Regions from separate parts of the Neogale vison genome. Here region 2 is linked to region 1. Evidence: chromatin contacts called from public Hi-C data. All regions are on one chromosome and are shown on one strand. The core of a region is the stretch at or near the end of the contact, and the rest is flanking DNA. Distances in the headings are between cores, read along the strand shown. Region 1 holds the start of DNM2 (dynamin-2). Region 2 holds the start of CDC37 (hsp90 co-chaperone Cdc37).

Region 1 (3,815 bases), core at 545-3,044:
GCACATGATCTAACCTAGATGGGGCCAATTACAGAGCTGGTGCTCTTAGAAGAGAAGATAATGGGTTTTTATATTGAAAAAGTAATCCTGTGTACAATGTGTAGGATCCAGTATTCTAATAGCATAAAAATGAAACTATTTGATCGGTTTGTGTATTCTCCCCGAGATTTTCCATGTATATATATTTTTCAAGAATGTGGGCGCCCTTTGTGTGCAGTTCTGTACCTTTCTCTTTTCCCTCTGAGTATATTTCAAGTTGTTTACACGTCAGAACAGGAAGACTTCCTGTCTTAAAGCTGTTGCACAGTATTTATTTAACGAGCTCAGCGAAGGGGATGTAGGGTGTTTCCAGGCTTCTGTCACTGCGGTCAAGGCTGCAGTGCGAAGCCTTGTCGGTTGACTTTTTGCCCATCTCTCTGGGACCCGGGTTTTAGGTCGTGGAGCAGGCATATACCATTGGCTACTGCCATTCCCCTGTTACTGCCTCATCGGCCCCATTCCCTATCTCCGTTTCATCTGACTCCTTATTGGGCTTCTCTCTGGCCAATCTATGCCCAGGGGAATCAGATCACTTTATAAAATACTTCCACCTATCCCTGGCTTTTTTCCCCATGAGGTCAAGATTTCTAGTTCCCAGAACCCCCAACACCGACTGCAAAATAATATCTTTACTTGGGGGAGAGGATCCGTTGAGTTTCATTGGGTACTCGAAAAGGTCACGAAACGCTCAAGTTGAAGAGGCAGGGGAACAACGTTACAGGCGGTAGCGGAATCAAGTCGGGGCGTGAGCGGAAGGTAATCCTAGGAAAGGGCATAGCATTTGCAAAAGCGTGGAGGTGGGACTTTACAGGAATGAAATTGAGAGCCAACGCAGTGCTAAACCGCTTCTCCCCAGGAACTACTAACCCAGCACTGCCCTTCAAAGCGCTTTGAAACCCGGCGCGAAATGCTGGTTTGCAACCTCGGGCCGAGGTGCATTCTAGGACTTGTAGTTTTCTCCAGAGGCCGGAAACTCAGAAGTGACTCTCACTACCGGGTCCGACCACGAGGTGTCGCCCTTCGGCGAGTATGGTGCGCCTTGGTCTTTACTCCAGAAGACTCTCTAACAGACTTACAACAATCACAAGAACGGGAGATTCTTTGATTGACAGAGAAGTTCTCGATCAAAGTCAGGATTCGGAGGTCAAAGCCCGTCCTCTTTGGCTTTGTTGGCTGGAGGAATGGAGTGATATTTATATAAACCAATGGGGAATTCTTAGGGAACTAGGTAGTGTCAAGTGACAAACCAGAGTCGATGAATCGATCCCTAACGTCATTGGTCGGCACTGTTGACTGGCGGGTCTTCCTGCCAATAAGACTTGGGTGTTCTTGCCTTTATAGGGTGCCTCCCACAATAGGCGGAGCCTATTCCTCCTACATTTTCCGAAACACCGCCTCCTGGCCCTGACAACTCGCTGCCCCCACGCTATTGGCTCTTGCGCAAAAGCGACAGTTCTGGAGTCCAATGGGCCCACCGGGAGGTCTTTCGGGGGAAGGGTCACTCAACCACAGGCCTATACTTCTCTTTCATTGGCTCGCATGTAGGAGTGGCAGCGCGAAAGGCTAATCGGGAGCGGTGTGAGGGCTTTGGGCGCAGCCCCGGGGCCCGGGCGGGAGGTCGCTCGGGTCGGGTGTCTTCTGAGAACCGGATGAGGCGGCTACTGTGAGGCCGAGCCGGGAGCGGGCGTCGCGCCGAGGCCCGGGCGGGCGGGGAGCAACGGCCGCGGACGCCGCGGGGCCGCGTCGTTAAGGGCCGGGGCAGGCGGGGAGCGCGGGGCGCTCGGGCCGGGGCCACCGGCGCCATGGGCAACCGCGGGATGGAAGAGCTGATCCCCCTGGTCAACAAGCTGCAGGACGCTTTCAGCTCCATCGGCCAGAGCTGCCACCTGGACCTGCCGCAGATCGCCGTGGTGGGAGGCCAGAGCGCCGGCAAGAGCTCGGTGCTCGAGAACTTCGTCGGCCGGTGAGCGAGCGCGGCGGCGACTGCGGGCGGGCGGCGGCCTAGGGCGCGGAGGGCGGACCGGGAATGGCGCGCCCTGCGCAGCCGGCGTAACTGCGGCGCTTGCGTGCCCGCGACGGGGACGGGGACAGGGAGGCGGGCCCTGTAGGACGCCCTGGGCGGAGGGCTTCCTGCAGGGTCTGGGGATCCGGCTCAGGCCCTTGGGGCGTCTCACCGACTGGGGGGCGTGGGCCAGGAAGTGCGGTGGACCGTCGCCGACTCTTCTGGTCCCCAGCTTTCGTGGCTGAATTCTACCATCTGGTTGCCAGTGGGTCAGGGTTAGGTCCCTCTTCTCTGTCTGTCCGAAACCTGCCAGCTAGATACCTATTGGTTCGACCCCTGTGGTCTGGCTGGCTGTTGATTTATCTGGAGCAGCCCCTGCCGTCTGGTTGACTGTCTCTCTGTCCTGGATAGAACTCCTTGCCACCACCATTTGGCTGTCCATCTGTCCAGTCCCTCAGGGCGGCCCCTGCTGCCTGGCTAGCTGTCTGGGGTGACCTGTGCTGCCTGGCCGCCGGTCCGTGCCCCTCGCAGACTTTAACACTTAACCATGCCTCTGTTGGGTTACTCTGGCCTCTGCAGCCTGACTTGGCTGGCTGGACCCTCGGGGACTCGGTTGTCTGGTTCTCCTAGGCTCACTCCAAAGCCTGGTCCCTGGCAAACGCTGGCTTCTCTCCCGAATGGATCCTTTTGTCTGTCTGTACAGGTGTCTGGCGTTATCTTAGTCTGCCCATCAGTGCCCTGGCAAGCCCTGGCTGTCTGGCCCCACCTCTGCAGTAGCGAGGGGGTGGTGGGAGCAGGCAGAGGACAGGGAACTGAAGGATGAACCTGAATTTCCCTGTCAGTTAGAAGTAGGACCCTGCGGGGGAACTTTCTGCAGGATTCTTTCCCTGCCCTTGTCACAGTGCTCTGGGGCCCCAGAACACAGGCTAATTCCCAAGCGAAAGCCTGCAAATTGGGGGGCCCTTGTTGGAGCCTGATAAGGCTTTTGGCCAGCCCTGGGAAGCCTCAGTTTACCCATTTGTCCAGTGGACAGACTCCGCTCTGTGGGGTGTTTCCAGGATTCAGGAAGCGGATGAATGAGAGCTGGACATGTGGCCTCCAGGGGTGTTCGGTTCTTTCCTCTCCCTTCCCCCGCTTCTTGCCCTTCTGCCTCCCAGATGGACTGTCACTTCTCCATTCTGGGAAGGACTCGATTTGTGCTTGTGGCTTCTGAATGATAACATCATAGTCATCGTTATTATTACTGTGGTTGTGATCGGTGTTAAGGGGTAATGTTCCTGTGGCCGGCCCCAGGCTGAGTTCTTTTGTCAGCATCTTGAACCCCGCAGTGGGTTAGGTGGAGGTTCTCTTATCCCCAGTTTAGGCACGAGCAGGGAGGCTCAGTAAAGACTCATCCTTGGCCCAAGGGCACCAGGCTAGGGCTCGCTGGAACCCAGCTGGGTGCCCAGCCCCACCCTGCCTTCCCGGAGGCCCGGAGTTTTTCTCTCAGCGGCATGAATTTCCTCCTTTGCTGCTCTGTCTCTGGCGCCTTGCCTGTTGTCCACTGTGGCGGAAAGGTGTGGACTTGGGGTCAGCTGGGCCTGGGCTGAGCCTTGGGCTGGGCTGTGGGCCCCTTTGCATGGTTATCTTCCTCCCTGCCCAGGCTTTCAGTGAGCACACAGCAAAGCTCTGTCCATGTCATTTGCCTTGTGACCTTGCACAGGTGGTTTGGCCTCTCTGAGCCTCAGTTTCCCCTCCTAAAAATGGAGTGACGAGTCCCTCGACAAAACTGTTG
Region 2 (4,228 bases), core at 818-3,317, 230 kb before region 1:
ACCTTCTCACTAATCCCACCTCCCGCTCCCATTTGCTTACTCCCTCCCAGGCCCTGAGCCAAGTTCTTGTCGGGCCTAATCTCATTTCATTCTCAGGTTGGTCTCCCAGGGCAGGGAAAGTACAGCAGTAAACGGTAGGGCTGGGATTAGAACCCAAGCTTGCCTGTCACAGCTGGAGATGCTTATCTCCCCTCCCCCACCCCCACTAGGCTCCAGTACAGCTCCAGGGTCCTCAGCAGGAAGGGAAAAGGTCCTGTGCCAGGAGGGAGGAAGGCATGGTGGGGAGGATGACCTCTGCAGGAGAGGGGGCGCCGGCTTTCCACCCAGCAGGACCAAAATGTTCTCAATACAGCTGTATAGATTAACCTCTTTATGTGAAAGAAGTAGGTGTTCCCAAGAATAGTCTTATTAGAGCTCTGCACAGATCTTAAGCATGTCGTAATAAAATGTTACACACAGCAAGAAATAGAAGTGCTAGAACTTTCTTCTTACTCCGTGGCTTGCCTGGCAGGTACACTCCCCTAGAGACTGCTGCGGTAGGGTAAGGACTGGAAATGGGACTAGAGACCAGATGTAGGAACAAAAGACACCAAGGAATGGGGAAAGGCTGTTCTAGGAGGTTCTGACTGGGAGTTGCCTTATGCAAGGGTGGGGTGAGGAATTCCTAACCGGAAGGTTCTGAGAGATCCCTCGTCCTCAGTGTGAGGGTATACACCAGTATGTCGGTGGAGGAGCTCGGATTTACGGGAGCAAGAAGTTAGACTACTAGGACTTATGAGAGCTGTTTTGTTGGCCTGTGAGCACTGCTGGGCAGGGAGAGAGGCAGGAGGACATCCAGACAGGGTTCTGGGATCTGGATTTGGGGGCAAATAGGTAAAAGAAGGAGTGGTATATTTGGAATCAAATTGGGTGGTTCTCTAGTGAGAGCAGCAGACTGAGCTGGGGCAGGAGGAAGGCCGGGTGGGTTTGGGTGCTGGACTGGAGTTGGTATAAGGCATTCCAAGGCTGCCAGAGGCTCCTACAGGAAACTGCTGGGGGTGGGTGGTGCCTGGGCCTGCAAAACCAAGGAGGGGCAGGGGCTCTGGAAAGGCCGGCCGGAAGCCCTGCGGGGTAGGGTTTCCTGGTATAATGGGAAATGGGGTCCACAGTAAGCGACACTAAGAGTGGCTGGCATGAGGAAGGCTCCATCAAGTGGAACCGGTAGTTTGGTCTGGAGGGGAAATGGGTTCCAAAACTCCAGGCCTGAATGAGACTGAAGGTCCTGGGGTAGCACCCGTGTACATTCCAGGGAAGGGGTCTCCTGGCTACGGGTTGGACTCCCAAGCCAGGAACAGAAATCTCGGGGAAGAACACAGTTCCTTGTTCTGTTGGGAGGAGGAGCGGGATCTCTGGATCTGATCGGGAATCCTTGTCAAGAACTAGGAAAGAAGATCTCAGAATGAATTCAAAGTATTGAGCATTTGGGGAGGGGCAGATGGTATATCCAAGATCAGAAATGCCTCCCAGAATAGGATCAGGATCCAGACTCTGAGGCAGAGTTCTGCGTGTAAGTGGAAGGTCCCAGAGGGGACTGAGGAGTACCCCCAAAGCTTCTCTTAGCAGTTTAGACTCGGAGAGAGGTTCCCTAGGGGTCAAGTGGGAGTTCCATGCAGAAACCGGAGGGGAGGCCCGGGATCTCTGGTAGGGACTCGGCGCCCTGGCAGTTCTGGGGTCTGGAGTTGAATTAAGGAACCCCAAGCGATACTGAAAGTCCAGACTGTGCGTTGGGAATCCCAGGTGTCAATGGCGGGGTCCCTGGCACTACTAGGGGTCAGAACTCTGGAGCGGAGTCCCGAGCGCAGGGGGGAGGGGGAGGGAGGCAGGGGATGGACGCGCGCACTCTACCTGGTGCCGCCAGCGGAAGAGGCTGGCCGTGTCGATGTTGGGGTGCGTCTCGTCCTCATCGTCAGACACCTCTATGTGGTCCCACACGCTATAGTCCACCATCTTGCCTCAGCGGCTCAGCCCGCTCCGGCTCCCGGTCTGACTCTGGCGGCGGCAGCGCTGGAGACTCGGCCTGCGGAGCCCCGCCCCTTCCGCTTCCGCCCTGGCGCGCACGTTCCCCGCCCGCGCATGACGTTATATCCCTAGTAACCGCGGTGGCGGCAGTGGCGACCCGGCTTGCCTTAAAGGGTCAGGCGCGTGTGTTCCGGCCCCCGGGAGTCCCCGCAAAGACCCCGCCTAATGGGGCGCGGGACCTCGGCGGGGCATCTGCTGGAGGGATACGGGCTGGCGTTCTAACTTCGAGCCCCCCTTATCTCCCGCTGCCCCCCCGGTGGGCGTTTGCGGCGGCCGCGAGGGGCGGGGCAGGTGGCGAGACTAAAGCCGGGGATTGTCCCCTTCAGCCACGCCGCAGTGACGTCAGCCCGAGCATACTGCAGGGGCGGGCTTGGGCGGGAAGACCTCTCCCAGGGCACCCGGAGAAGAGGACCCAACCCCACGCTGGGGAGCGGTGTCTGATCAGAGCATTTTCCCAATCCTAGGGGTACAGCACCCTGCCCTGGGAAGGTCTAAATGGAGGAGGGATATGGCCCTGCCCTTGGGGGGGTCGGATGTTGGGGACGATGTGGTCCTGCCTTGGGCGCTAGTGTTTCCCTGGCTCGGGTCACAGCCTCCCCCTCGCGTCACCATCCTCTGCCATTCCTAAGAGGAGATTCACGCACCTACGCCCCCTCTAAAATCACCCGGACCCCCACCTCCACCCCCCACCCCATCCCCCGCCACCCGACTCCAGTCTGGGGATCTCGGGCTCTTGTCCGTGACGTCTCCCCGTGTGGCCGCTGGGTGTCGCTAATGTCTAGTCAAAGGCCTGTGCTCCAGCCCAGCGCTGCCGGGGGACGGGAAGGGGATCTTGGAGGTGCGGATGGAAGCTTTCCTCGTGGTGGTACTCTAGAATCGTTCGTAGCCCCTCCTCTTTGGTCTCGAGCCCCTTTACGCGGCCGGGGCTCTAAAGACTCCATTACTGCGAGCTTGGGCCACCCCAGAGGCACACTTGCGTGCATCCCAGTCCTCGTTTTGATACTGGGATAAAAGGCCGTGTTGCAGCCTAGGGCCAGGATTATCTCCGATTAAAGGGCGTTCCGTGGGGGCGGGTGGGATAGGAGGAGCTCCGACCCCTCGGGTGAGAGGCGCTTTTTCCCAGACTACCCCCAAGAGCGTGTTCGGAGAAAGGGGGCTGGAGGGGATGGATTAAAGTTCTCAAGATGGGGGGATTCCCCTGTCCAGGGAAGAGGAGGGGCCATCCAGACAAAAGCGCCCGCCGGCTGTCTCCCCTCCCTCTCCTGCATCTTTCAAACCCGCGAGTGGGCGGGCGGGGGCGGGGGAAGTCCCCCTCTCCTCCCCCTCCCCCTCCAGCCCAGGCAGTCCAGCATCTCCGCGGCCGTCAAGGCCCCGGGCACGCGCGCGCACGAACCCACACCCCCGCGGGTCTCACAACCGCGCACACACACATACACACACACAACAGCAAACAAAGGGTCTGGACACCCCTCTCCCCTCCCGCCCCTCAGGCCGGAGAGGGCGGGGCATCCCCTCCCCAGCCCCTCTGCAAGGTAAGCTTCCGGGCTGAGAGCTGTGGTTGGGAACCGGGACCTGGCACCCCGGAGGGAGGGGACCAGGACGCTGTGGGGTTCCTCCGCCCCCCAAGAAAGCCAGGGCCCACCAGTACGCCCTTTGAGGGTTTCAGGGCAGCCTCCGGGCTGTGGGTGTGCGGGGAGGACCCCAGATGCCGGAGATTCCCGGGTTTCCGGAGATCTTTCCCCGGCTTCCGAGACCGGGAGCTTACCGGCCCCAGTGAAACGGGATCCTGGGAGCCCGAGCTCCCAAAATTGGGGACAGGGCGCCGGAAGCTTCCCCATCAGCGCCAAGACTTTCCTAATCTGCCAGCACAGCATGTCCGGCTGGGTGCTGAGACAGAGCCCTCTGAGTTGCTTTGCACCGACCTGGCCATCATCAGGGCATCTTCTGCTAAGTCTCCGGTACCTGTGAGGTGGGGGTGGGCGGCTACCCAAGCTTTCTCTGCTGCATCCCACAGCCACACATTACTTAGCTGCGGTGGGACCCCAGTGGCATCAGCTCTGCCTCCCTGAGCTTCAGTTTCCTTATCTGCAAAGTGGGTAGCGACAGCGAGGATTCCCTGAGGTCATGCATGTGAGCCTGCCTTTGCTCTGTCATTGATTTCCTAGCTCAT

The links. Hi-C and Micro-C count contacts between places; a contact is called where the count stands out from the background.
Region 2: a Hi-C map of muscle shows a contact between it and region 1, with 9 times the contacts expected there. The contact joins the promoter of CDC37 here to the promoter of DNM2 in region 1. A contact is called at or near these places in 2 of 3 Hi-C or Micro-C datasets (fibroblasts and muscle).

What each region holds. Positions count from the first base shown.
Region 1 is chr6:216,672,939-216,676,753 of ASM_NN_V1, reverse strand. DNM2 (dynamin-2) reads left to right here and starts at 1,794. Exons shown (of 21, transcript XM_044254200.1): 1 at 1,794-2,002. The coding sequence starts at 1,842.
Region 2 is chr6:216,903,647-216,907,874 of ASM_NN_V1, reverse strand. It overlaps CDC37 (hsp90 co-chaperone Cdc37), which reads right to left and starts at 2,067. Exons shown (of 8, transcript XM_044254225.1): 1 at 1,885-2,067. The coding sequence starts at 1,986.